2 separate regions of the Mus musculus genome follow, and region 2 is linked to region 1. Evidence: chromatin contacts called from public HiChIP or PLAC-seq data. All regions are on one chromosome and are shown on one strand. The core of a region is the stretch at or near the end of the contact, and the rest is flanking DNA. Distances in the headings are between cores, read along the strand shown.

Region 1 (5,682 bases), core at 2,132-4,631:
AGTGGTTGTGGCTGGATAGTGGTGGCACATGCCTTTAATCCCTGCTGCACTGGGGAATCAGAGGCACTTGGATCTCTATAAGTTTGATGTCAGCCAGATCTACCGAGGAGTTCCAGGACAGCCAAGGCTACACAGAAAGACCTTGTCTCAAAAACAAACAAACAAACAAACAAACAAGTGTTCAGGGTGGTTCTTCCCAAGGACACACAGCCAGAGCTCACATGACAGACAGCTCACAATTGTAACTCCAGTCCTAGGAGATCTGATGCCCTCTTCTGGCTTCTACAGGCCCTGTGTGCACATGGTGCACAGACAGACATAAGGCAGAACAATCATACACCTAAAATAAAGGTTACAAAATAAAAAATCTAAGCCGGGCGTGGTGGTGCACGTCTTTAATCCCAGCACTTGGGAGGCAGAGGCAGGCGGATTTCTGAGTTCGAGGACAGCCTAGTCTACAGAGTGAGTTCCAGGACAGCCAGGACTGCACAGAAAAACCCTGTCTCGAAAAACCTAAAGAAAGAAAGAAAGAAAGAAAGAAAGAAAGAAAGAAAGAAAGAAAGAAAGAAAGTGACCCTCCTGCCTCGGTCTCCCCAGTGGCTGGGACTATGGCAGGTAACCACCCCCAGGCCAAGCCGTCAGTGAAATTCTATTCAAGGCTGCTCGGCAAGGGGAGCAAAGCATGAAGCCCCTGGGTGTGCCTAACTAGCCTGTCACTGTCAGCCTCGAGCACACTGCTGCAGTCATTGTACAGCTGAAGGAACTACTTAGAATTCTACTTCACTGGAAAAGAATATGCTATTTTAATCATTCGCATACATGTGTCATGTGGGTACATGCATGTAAGTGTAGAGGAAGGCATTGGGTCCCATGGAGCTGGAGTTACAGGGTGTTGTAAGCCATGGGATATGGGAGCTGGGAAACCAGCTTGGGTCCTCTGCAAGAGTAGTAGGTACGCTTAACCACTGTGCCATCTCTTCAGCCCCAGGACTTTCTTTTCTTTTTTTTTTCTTTGTTGTTGTTTTTTGAGACAGGGTTTCTCTGTATAGCCCTGGCTGTCCTGGAACTCACTTTTGTAGACCAGGCTGGCCTCGAACTCAGAAATCCACCTGTCTCTGCCTCCCGAGTGCTGGGATTAAAGGCATGCACCACCACGCCCGGCGTTCTTTTTTTTTTTTTTTTAAGATTTATTTATTTATTTATTTTATGTATATGAGTACACTGTAGCTATACAGATGGTTGTGAGCCATCATGTGGGTGCTGGGAATTGAACTCAGGACCTCTACTCACTCCAGTCCCAGTCACTCCAGCCCAAAGATTAATTTATTTTATGTAAGTACACTGTAGCTGTCTTCAGACACACCAGAAGAGGGCATCAAATCTCATTACGGATGGTTGCCAGCCATCATGTGGTTGCTGGGATTTGAACTCAGGACCTTCGGAAAAGCAGTCAGTGCTTTGGTTTTTTTTGTTTTTTTTTTTGTTTTTGTTTTGTGTGTTTGTTTGTTTGTTTTGCGGGGGGGGGGGGGTTGAGACAGGGTTTCTCTGTATAGCCCTGGCTGTCCTGGAACTCACTCTGTAGACCAGGCTGGCCTCGAACTCAGAAATCCGCCTGCCTCTGCCTCCCAAGTGCTGGGATTAAAGGCTTGCGCCACCACAACCCAGCCAGTCAGTGCTCTTAACTGCTGAACCATCTCGCCAACCCCCAGGATTTTCAAATATAGAATGTCTCCTTGGGTTCAATCTATAGTACAACCAAAAATGAGGAGCCTTAAGGGCTTGAAGAAAAGTTTTGTAGAGCTGAGAATGTAGCTCAGTTGATAGTTTTTGTCTAAGACGCATAAAGCCCTGTACTCAATCCTGAAGGACTGTGTGAGACCCAAGCATGGTGGCACCCAGGAAGGGAGGAAGCAGGAAGGTCCTACGTTCATAGCTGCAGAGTGAAGTGGAGGCTATCCTGGGCTACGTTTTTCATTTTAAGAGCAAGCAATCAATCAAGGTTTCTTATGAATAAAAGATAGTATCAAAATGTGTGTGTGTGTCAGAGAGACAGAGAGAGAGAGAGAGAGAGAGAGAGAGAGAGAAGGGGGAACACCATGACTAAAAGCCAAGTGGAGAGGAAAGGACTTACTTCCTTTACAGCTCTCAGATCACAGCTGTCACAGAGAGAAGTCAGGGTAGGAACTGGAGCTATAGAATGTCGTTTCTTACTGACTGACTGTGTGCTCTTATACAACTCAACTCAGGGCCACCTTCGCCAAGTGGCACCACTCACAGTGGGATACGCCCATCAATTATTAATCAAGAAAATACCCTCATAGACTGCCTACATGCCAATCGGATGAAGGCATTTTTAAAGTTCCCTTCCTCAAATGACCCTGATTTGTGTCATTGACAAAAACAACCCAGACATAGGGCTTTATCATTGGAAACCAATTCAAGTTGTTTCTCTTAACAGTGTATTTAATACTAAACTGTTTAAATAACCCTTTACGATATTCTCTTGATCAAAACACTTAAAACAGCACTTACTGAGATCTTGCTAGTGTACCATATGTAACTGGAATATCTGCAGAAGAGTTATGGAGGCAGTGACAAAGTCATTATCTTGAAATTTTTATTTTGCATTCGAGATAATACAAGCAGCACATAAGTGATTTGAAATTTTATTTTATTATCTCGATAATTTAGGCTTACAGGTTTCAAGAACATTCTCAATCAGTTTCAGAGTCCTGGAATGCTCTGCAATTCACTATTATGAGTTTGAATGAATCCTATCCATCATTAAAGAGCCAGCCCTGGCACTGCTCCACCAAGTTTCCCTGCTAATGATGACGCAATCTCTTGCCCCTCCTCTTGGCGCTGATCTGTCCTGCACTTATCCAGCCGTTAGCATCTAATCTCTACATTGACTCTCTATGTACTCCCCTAAACTGGATGGATTTCTAAGGTAAAGACTGGGGTTTCTGTTATTCCCCGAGTGGTATCTATCACACAATTCTGAGTATCATCATAGAAATTCTGCTGGTAAATGTAGGGGTTGCCCCTTTTAACTTCGGGCCTATTTCTCCCCATTCTCTGCAATCTGGTTTATCCCATCGGTGGAGGAAATCAGTGGCTAAGAAGGGAGTAGCGTCAGCGAGAGGTCAAGCTACACTGTCTCTAAGGCCATCTCCGGATAGTTTCCGTCATCCTATCAGGACAGGAAGGCAGTTACAGGAAAGATGGAGGCTCAAGTCGGGGAAAGAAAGAGAACAAAGTCAGTACTTGGCAGGGACGGTAGACCTGTGCGCCAAGCAAAGAGCGCGCACTGCGAGGGAAAGTGAGGCGCACCCGCCCCGCAACTAGCCCCGCAGCCAGGGGCGGGACTTCCGGAAGCCATTTGCCCGAGTGGCAGGGGGACCGGAAGTGGAGGCGCTGCTGCTTGGTGCTGGGGCCCGAGGAGGGGACGCGCGCCGGAACGCGGCCGTCGGGATCAAGCGAGCGACTGAAGCGCAACCCGCCGACGCCGCAGCCGCTGAGGGCCCCGCACGGACCCTCTGCCTGTGTGAGTGCATCGTGGGGACCGCGGAGCCGGGGCCTCGTCGTGACGGGTGGGACGCGCGGGCGAGCCGGTATTGTGAGGCCCGGCTCCCCTCCCCCACGCCGCCCCTCCCCCGCCGCGCCCCGCGCTGTCGCCCTGCAGGGCCTCCGGGGCCCCGCGCCGTCGCCGCTGCCCTGCGGCGCCCTGGTTCCACCCTGGCCAGCGGCTGAGCGGCCCGCGGGTCCCCTGGCCCGGCCTCCTGCCTCAGCTGTCGCCTTTTCCCTCCATCCCCGGGGTGGGACCTCTAGGCCCAAGCCTGTGACTGGGTTGTGCCTTTTTTTTTTTTTTAACGGATCACGCTCTTTGCCCTTCTCGTCGAAAATTGTCTCCTCATTCGAAACTTCTCTGTTGCCTTCGCTTATACTTCCCAAAGACCCGTGTCAGGGCTCTGAAAGGATTGGTAGAGGCTAGCCTTAAGGGTCACCCACTTCATTCGGCGACGAGGCCCAGGCGTTGGTGACTTGGCCGATGGCCTACCGCCAGCCAGGTACATCTGTCAGTGAGTAGTTTCCTTGGAGGTGTGTTTCCTCTCCCCAGCCCTTGTGGTCCATGTCCACTTAGCGGGTCAGAGCCTGTGGTCTCCAGGTTTGAGTTACTCATGGCAGAGTGACTCGTTATCCTTTCCATAGCTCCCAGGCTGACGTTGCCTTTCATCATGTATATACGGATCTTAAGGAAACCCAAAGCCATAAAGCGTTGGCGTCTCTGAAGAACGTGGCTATGGACAAAGGGAAGGGCACCAAGACGCTAAGAGCAGGTCCTAGACTTGCATTTTCTACAGCGTTGAGTTGAGTGGAGAGAATGGGCCAGAGGAAAAGGTGTGGAAAAGAGAAAAATGCAAGCTTATCTTTCCCTTGGATGAGGCTTGTGTCTGCCCGTCAGTTCCTTCTCTGGGCACATTGTTCAGACTTAAAGGTTGCCTCCTTGTGGGAGAGCAGGGGAGGGAATCATTGTGCATTAATTTGTTGGCATGGGCACTTGATAATAAATTATGGATGGGCTGGATCCTGGGGGGCCGCCCACCAGAGACCGGGGCAGGGCATTCTGGACGAGGCTTGCCTTCCTCTTCAGAATAATTCTGCCAACTCTCTGAAGCAAAATGAAAAGCCTCAGGCCTTAATGGAAGCATCCTAAATCTTTTCATTCTCATTCAAAAGTCTCAGCAAGCTTCTAGGTTCTCTCTCTCTCTCTCTCTCTCTCTCTCTCTCACACACACACACACACACACACACACACACACACACACACACACACACCCCGGCTGAGCTTGAGGGGTTGTAGTTGTTTTGTTGGGACTGACTTCCACACCACTAGTGTAGAGAGTCCGGTGCTGTGCTGTGTCGTTGAGGTCTAAATTAAGTGGGGAAGATAGAAAGTTTAGGATTAGGACTGCCTTCTCTCCCTGGAGATTTTTGAAGGACAACAAAGTTTGCTCTGCAAAATAGTTTTTCATGGAAATGTACACAGTTGCCCACCTTTTATCGCCTCCTTGCTAGTTTTTCATAGGAAGCCTGCAGTTCCCTGGCTAAGGAGATTATTCTGACCCAGTAAGGTGAGGTGGGAAGTGTTGGTTTTTAGTTTTTGAACTCCTAGGGATTGGGTACTACCTCTGGGAGGTGGAGCAAACGACAGTCAGGAGCTGGGATGTGGGTGCTGGGAATCAAACCCAGGACCTGTGGAGGAGCAGTACCTGCTCTTAACTGCTGGGCCAGCTCTATCCAGCCCCCTCCTCATTTTATACAAACTCACTCATTTTGAGACAGGGTTTCTCTTTTGAAGCCTTCACTGTGTTGGAACTCACTGTGTAGACCAGGCTGTCATCAAACTCAGAGATCCCCTGCCTCTGCCTCTTGAGTGCTGGGACTAAAGGTGTGAGCCACTCTCCTGAAGGTGGCTATGATAGGAAAATGGTTCAGGAATCCCTGTAATTTTTTTTTTTAACTTCAGTAGGATACTCTTTGGATAACTCTTGATTCATTCTTCACTTTTAAAATTGTCTGGGTTTTTAAAAGTTATTTATTTTTATGTGAATGAATGTGTTTCCTACATGTATGCATATCATATGTATGCAGTGCCAACAGAGACTGGGAGAAGGCGCT
Region 2 (5,682 bases), core at 1,853-4,352, 350 kb before region 1:
AGGAAAGAAAGGAAAGAAAGAAAGAAAGAAAGAAAGAAAGAAAGAAAGAAAGGGAGAAAGAAAGAAGAAAGAAAAGGAAGGAAGGAAGGAAGGAAAGAAAAAGAAAGAAAGAAAGAAAGAAAGAAAGAAAGAAAGAAAAGAAAGGAAAGGAAGAAAAGGAAGAAAAGGAAGAAAGAAAGAAAGGAAGAAAGAAAGAAAGAAAGAAAGAAAGAAAGAAAGAAAGAAAGAAAGAGAAAATGAGTGAAATAAACCAGGGAGCTGTCCCACCATGGTGGTGCACTTAGAAGGCAGAAGCAGGCAGATCTTATGAGTTCCAGGCCAGCTTGGTCTACATAATTAGTCCCTGGACAGCCAGGGCTATGTACATAGACCCTGTCTCTAAAGAAACAAAGCTAGAGAGATACATAGTCAACAAAAGCCCTGCCTCGTGAGAAAGAGAACCTGAGTTTGACTCCCAGAAGTCACACAGGGCTTGGCACTTTTCTAATGCCAGCACTCAGAAGGACAGATTAAGGTGGATCCCTGAGGTCCACTCACTAGCCAGCCGCCATAGCCTAATTGGTGAGGTCCAAAAAGCAAGGTAGTGAGGCTGGAGAGGTAGCTAAGAGTACTTACAGCTCTTGTCGAGACTCAGAGTTCAGTTCAAGCACCCATACCAGGTGGCTAACCACACCTGTAACTCCAGTTCCCAGGGACCCTCCGCCCCTTGAGCACCTACAAACATGCAGGCACACACACATACAAATAAATAATAAGCGAATCAGAACATACACAAAATGACATCCAATGCTAATACCTGACTCCTCTTGTACACACACACACACACACACACACACACACACACACACACACACCACAGAGAGAATGGTGAGCCGACTCTACTACTCTTGGAACTGTTGGTTCTCCTGCTTAGAAGGGATCATGAAACAACTCTAAACCCGCTCCGGTGAGTTTACTGTGCCCTCTTTGGCTCTCATTACCTGAGACCTATCTGCCTCCTTAACGATCCAGTTGAAGCTAGAGAGGGTTCAGTGGCTAAAAGGACTTGTTGCACAAACACGAGGACCTGAGTTTAGATCTCATCACCCACCCATAACAAGCCAGGCTTGGTCTCCTGCCTGCATACCTGTCATCCCAAACTGTGAAGGTGGTAAGGCGGACACAGGAGAATCCCTGGGCATGATGTCAGCCAGACTGACTGAAAACTTTGAGCTCTGGGTTTGAGGAGAAACCCTGCCTCAAAGGAGCAAAGCAGAGTGCTAGAGGACAGTTGGCACCCACCTTTGACCTGTGTGTGTACCTGTGTATACGTGTGTGAGTATACCACAAACACAATACACACACTAATAAACATATCTATATATAAACAAGAAATGCAAAGATACAGTTGTCTCTATTGGAACTACCTAGAGCAAATCAAATGTCATCAGTTTCCAACTGGATCCTTTTCACCTCACAGAACCAACTACAAGACCAAGCATCGATAGAGGAGCTAGAGAAAATACCCAAGGAGCTAAAGGGAACTGCAACCCTATAGGTGGAACAACAATATGAACTAACCAGTACCCCGGAGCTCTTGTCTCTAGCTGCATATGTATCAAAAGATGGCCTAGTCGGCCATCACTGGAAAAAGAGGCCCATTGGTCATGCAAACTTTATATGCCCCAGTACAGGGGAACACCAGGGCCAAAAAGTGGGAGTGGGTGGGTAGGGGAGTGGGGGGAGGGGTATGGGGGACTTTTGGGATAGCATTGGAAATGTAAATGAGGAAAATACCTAATTAAAAAAATTATCATAAAAAAAAAAGACCAAGCATGAGACCAAAGGAGACTAACTCTTGGTCAAGAGCAGGAGAAGCAGGCAATATGCTCTAAAATCAACTGCTCTAGATGCTGGGGATCCAGAAGTTATAGCTCCAGGTAAGACAAAATGAGGGTGAGCAACAGGCTGGTAATGGAGGGAATTGTGTGTGTCTTCTGGGAGTGGATAGAGCTTTCCCAGGAATTCTGGGGCCACCTCCTTTGGCTCCTTGGATGGTTCTTTCTAGTTGTCATCACAGCAATTGTCAACTGTCAAGACACTGGAGTATGTCGTTTAGTGTGGGGATGACATTATAATTAAGTTCACAGTTATCTGGCAGCCATCTTAGATGGCATAGGGAGAGACACTTCTGCATGCAGGCATCTTGTCCTCAGAGACTGTGGTGGCTAATCTTGATTGTCTACTCGATGGGCTTTAGAATCACCATGGAAACAAATCTCTGGTCACATCAGTGAGGGATTATCTACATTAGGTTAAGGGAGTTGGAAGACCCAGCCTAAGTGTGGGCAACACCATTCCTTCCATGGGCTGGGGTCACTCCATGGCCTGAGGTCCTTCCATGGGCTGGGGTCATTCCATGGGCTGGGGTCATTCCATGGGCTGGGGTCCTTCCATTGGCTGGGGTCCTCCCATGGCTGGGGTCCTCCCATGGGCTGGAGTCATTCCATGGGCTGGGGTCCTTCCATGGGCTGGGGTCCTTCCATGGCTGGGGTCCTTCCATGGCTGGGGTCCTTCCATGGGCTGGGGTCCTTCCATGGGCTGGGGTCCTTCCATGGCTGGGGTCCTTCCATGGGCTGAGGTCATTCCATGGGCTGGGGTCATTCCATGGGCTGGGGTCCTTCCATGGGCTGGGGTCCTCCCATGGGCTGGGGTCCTCCCATGGACTGGAGTCATTCCATGGGCTGGGGTCCTTCCATGGCTGGGGTCCTTCCATGGCTGGGGTCCTTCCATGGCTGGGGTCCTTCCATGGCTGGGGTCCTTCCATGGGCTGGGGTCCTTCCATGGCTGGGGTCCTTCCATGGGCTGGGGCCATTCTGTGATATGCTTTCTGGGATTGAATAAAAAGGAGAACATGAGTGAGCACATGCTTTCATCTCTTTCTACTTCTTAACTAGAGACACAGCGTGAACGTTGGCTTCTTCTGTCCGTGCTGGTGTGACTTTCCCACTAGGGAAGGACTGTCTCCCCTAGCACCCTGAGCTAAAACACACCCTTCCTTTCCTAAGTTGCGTTTGTGCAGTATTTTTGTAGCCGTCACAATCAACTGATCCCATGACCGAGCAAGGAGAAAAGCAGCTAGGCTGTGTAGGTCAACTCTTCTCACAGCCCAGTCTGCTGAAGAGGGTAACTTACTCTCTGACGGAATGGTTAAGCTCCTCCCCCACCCGCCAGAAGTCCTGCTGTGAGCTCCTCTCCCTCCACCTTGAGTTTCAGAGTTCAGTGCAAATTTGAGTTCTTAGTTTGTGTCAAGGAGTGTGCTAAGACGCTCCCTCGACATCTCATCGCTCACCCCAGGAGGTGGCTCCTCAGTACCCCCCATTTGACAGATGAAGCTGGGGAGCAAAGGACCTGGGACAAAGAGACTTAGCTCCTCTCTGCTACCCTGCCTGGGCTCTCGAGGAGAGAGAAGGATTCGTGCGCTCTCTCCCAGCTGCTCCAGCAGAAGGGCTGGAACTAGTGCCGCTGTTCTTAGAGTCCAAACCGCTGGCTTTGCACCCACTCCCACATGTTACGTACGATGGCCTGGGCAAGCCACCTGTCTTGTCTCCTGACCGTAAAAGAGAGGGCAACGGTGTCGCCCAGCTTCTCTGTCATAACGGGGGTGAACTGAGATGCACTTGTCTAAGGACAGAAAGATTGCTTAGTAGTTGAGTGGTTGCTGCTCTTCCAGAGGACATGAGTTCAATTCCCTATAACCACATGCCCCTCCCCCACCCCCACCCCCACCCCCACCCCCGCATGAAAATGCCTGTAACTCCCGCCTCAAAGAATCGGATGCCCTCTTCTGGCCTCCGTTAGAAACTGCATGCATATTGTGAACCCACACCGATACGCAGTACACATTAATTAAAAGTAAATTAAGTCTTTTAAAAAGGAGAGATTTGTCAGGGTGACCCTGAGCCCGATGACCCCCACGTTAATCCACTGCAGCCGGAGCCCAGGAAAGTCGAGCAAACGAGGTGATTCCTGCCACAGCTGGGAGGGGGCTGAGTCTCTCCAGATTCATGAGCTAAGTTCAAGTCCTCAGATCTCCCATCAGGCCTGGAGTCACTCTGTAAAATGATTTGTGAAGTGACAAGCAAAAATATATTACCAATTTAAGAGTGTGATTTGCCTGCAACTTTTTAATCCTCCGGCTGTTGTTGAATAGATTAAAGTGTCTGCTTTGATCCATGCATTTAGATGGAGACATAAATATAGCCATCACTTATTTTCCCAGCCGCAGGGATGGGTGTCGTGCTGTGTCTCACAGGCTTCCGACCCCGCCAGGGTACGGCAAGAGAATGACCTTTTTGCCATTCAAATCTCTCTTGCATTTCAGCCCTGACTTTTCAGCTCCTGACCGGGCCTATCAGCAGCCTCCTAATTCGATCACTGCTCACTCCAGGAAACAGTCACCAGGAAGGAGGTCCGGCGCAGGCGGGAAGCAGCGGCCGCGCAGTGCCCTGGTGCTGTGAACTTCCCCTGGCTCGCCAGAGCCCTGCAAAAATAAATCTCCGGAGAAATAGATTTTGAAGAGGAATTCGGCACATAGATCTTCTGTCAGCGGAGCAGACTCTGCCTCAGCCGTTTTTCAGGCTCGCTGAGTATCCAGAAATACATCTATTTTTACATGGCTCTCTAGCGAGAGTTCCTCTTGCCTGGAGGGGTAAGAGGCCGTGGAAGGAGTCAGAGGATGGGAGAGGAGAGGGGTGCGGGCACTGACTGGAGAAGGACAGGGAGGTGACCGTGCAGTGCTGGTCTTCCCGGTTTTCCTGCATCCTGCAGGACCTTGGGTTTGCCAACCAAGTTTGGGTTTGCCTCGTCGCTATGAAGGCTCTGTGTGTCCCTTGGCCCACCGGACCCATCTTAGTAACAGGCCTGATGTCCCCGGAGAAGACAATACACTACGGCAGTTTGGCGCGCGCGCGCACAAAGAGCTGCAGCACCGCCCGGGGCTCACTGTTTTGTTCTCGGCCTAGCTGTCGCGGTGAACAGCAGGAGCCATGGACCAGATGGCTGGAGGGAGGTGCGAGCGGATCGCACTGGCAGGCAATTAGGCCTCAAACAATGGCCCGTGAAATGTCAGAAGTGGCAAGGAAGGGTCGTGGTGGAACAGCGGGATGACAACGTAAGGATGGCGCCAGGAACCCCGGAGACAGTTCCTGCTTGCTCCCACAGGCCCCTCTGGCAGAGGGAACACTCAATGACCCTTCTCCCCAATGCCCACGCAGACTCCTCTGAAGATAAAGAAAAGGCTGAGGGGAAGCTATAGTGCAGATGGTGAGCCCCAGGTGTAGATCGGGTCAGTAGATGCTGGCACCAAATAAAACCTGTCATGACGATACACACATGCGATCCCAGCACTTAAAGAGGCGGGAGGAGGATCAGGAGTTCAAGATCATCCATGGCCACATGTATAGTGAGTTCGAAGGCAGCCTTAGATATAGGTGACTTCAAAAGGGGGCGTGGGAGAGAGCGAAAGAACCGGGGGGGGGGGGGATTGAAAGAGAAACAGGAGAAGGAAACAGTGCTGGAGAAGGAGCAATGAGAGAAGACAGGGAAGGGAGGTGAGGAGAGAGAGTGTGGAGAGGAGAGGAGTAGGAACCGCCCCTCCCGGTGGCTGCCAGCAACCACGAGAACCCCACACCCACTAGATGC

The links. HiChIP or PLAC-seq counts read pairs in DNA pulled down with a chosen protein or histone mark.
Region 2: an H3K27ac HiChIP or PLAC-seq map of embryonic stem cells shows a contact between it and region 1, with 4 times the contacts expected there. The contact joins the promoter of 4930448E22Rik here to the promoter of Pafah1b2 in region 1. A contact is called at or near these places in 10 of 39 promoter capture datasets (the C10 cell line, the HPC-7 cell line, HPC-7-derived erythroid cells and 5 more), 6 of 484 Hi-C or Micro-C datasets (B cells, embryonic stem cells and liver), 7 of 115 datasets of contacts at active chromatin or transcription factors (differentiating embryonic stem cells, embryonic stem cells, pro-B cells and 1 more) and 4 of 9 other capture datasets (adipose tissue, embryonic stem cells, liver and 1 more).

What each region holds. Positions count from the first base shown.
Region 1 is chr9:45,982,570-45,988,251 of GRCm38.p6, reverse strand. It overlaps Pafah1b2 (platelet-activating factor acetylhydrolase, isoform 1b, subunit 2), which reads left to right and starts at 3,381. Exons shown (of 6, transcript NM_008775.3): 1 at 3,381-3,547.
Region 2 is chr9:46,328,213-46,333,894 of GRCm38.p6, reverse strand. It overlaps 4930448E22Rik (a long non-coding RNA gene), which reads left to right and starts at 3,102. Exons shown (of 4, transcript XR_379345.4): 1 at 3,102-3,165; 2 at 4,364-5,152. Gm39329 (a long non-coding RNA gene) reads right to left here and starts at 4,930. Exons shown (of 2, transcript XR_870704.3): 1 at 4,136-4,930; 2 at 2,260-2,869.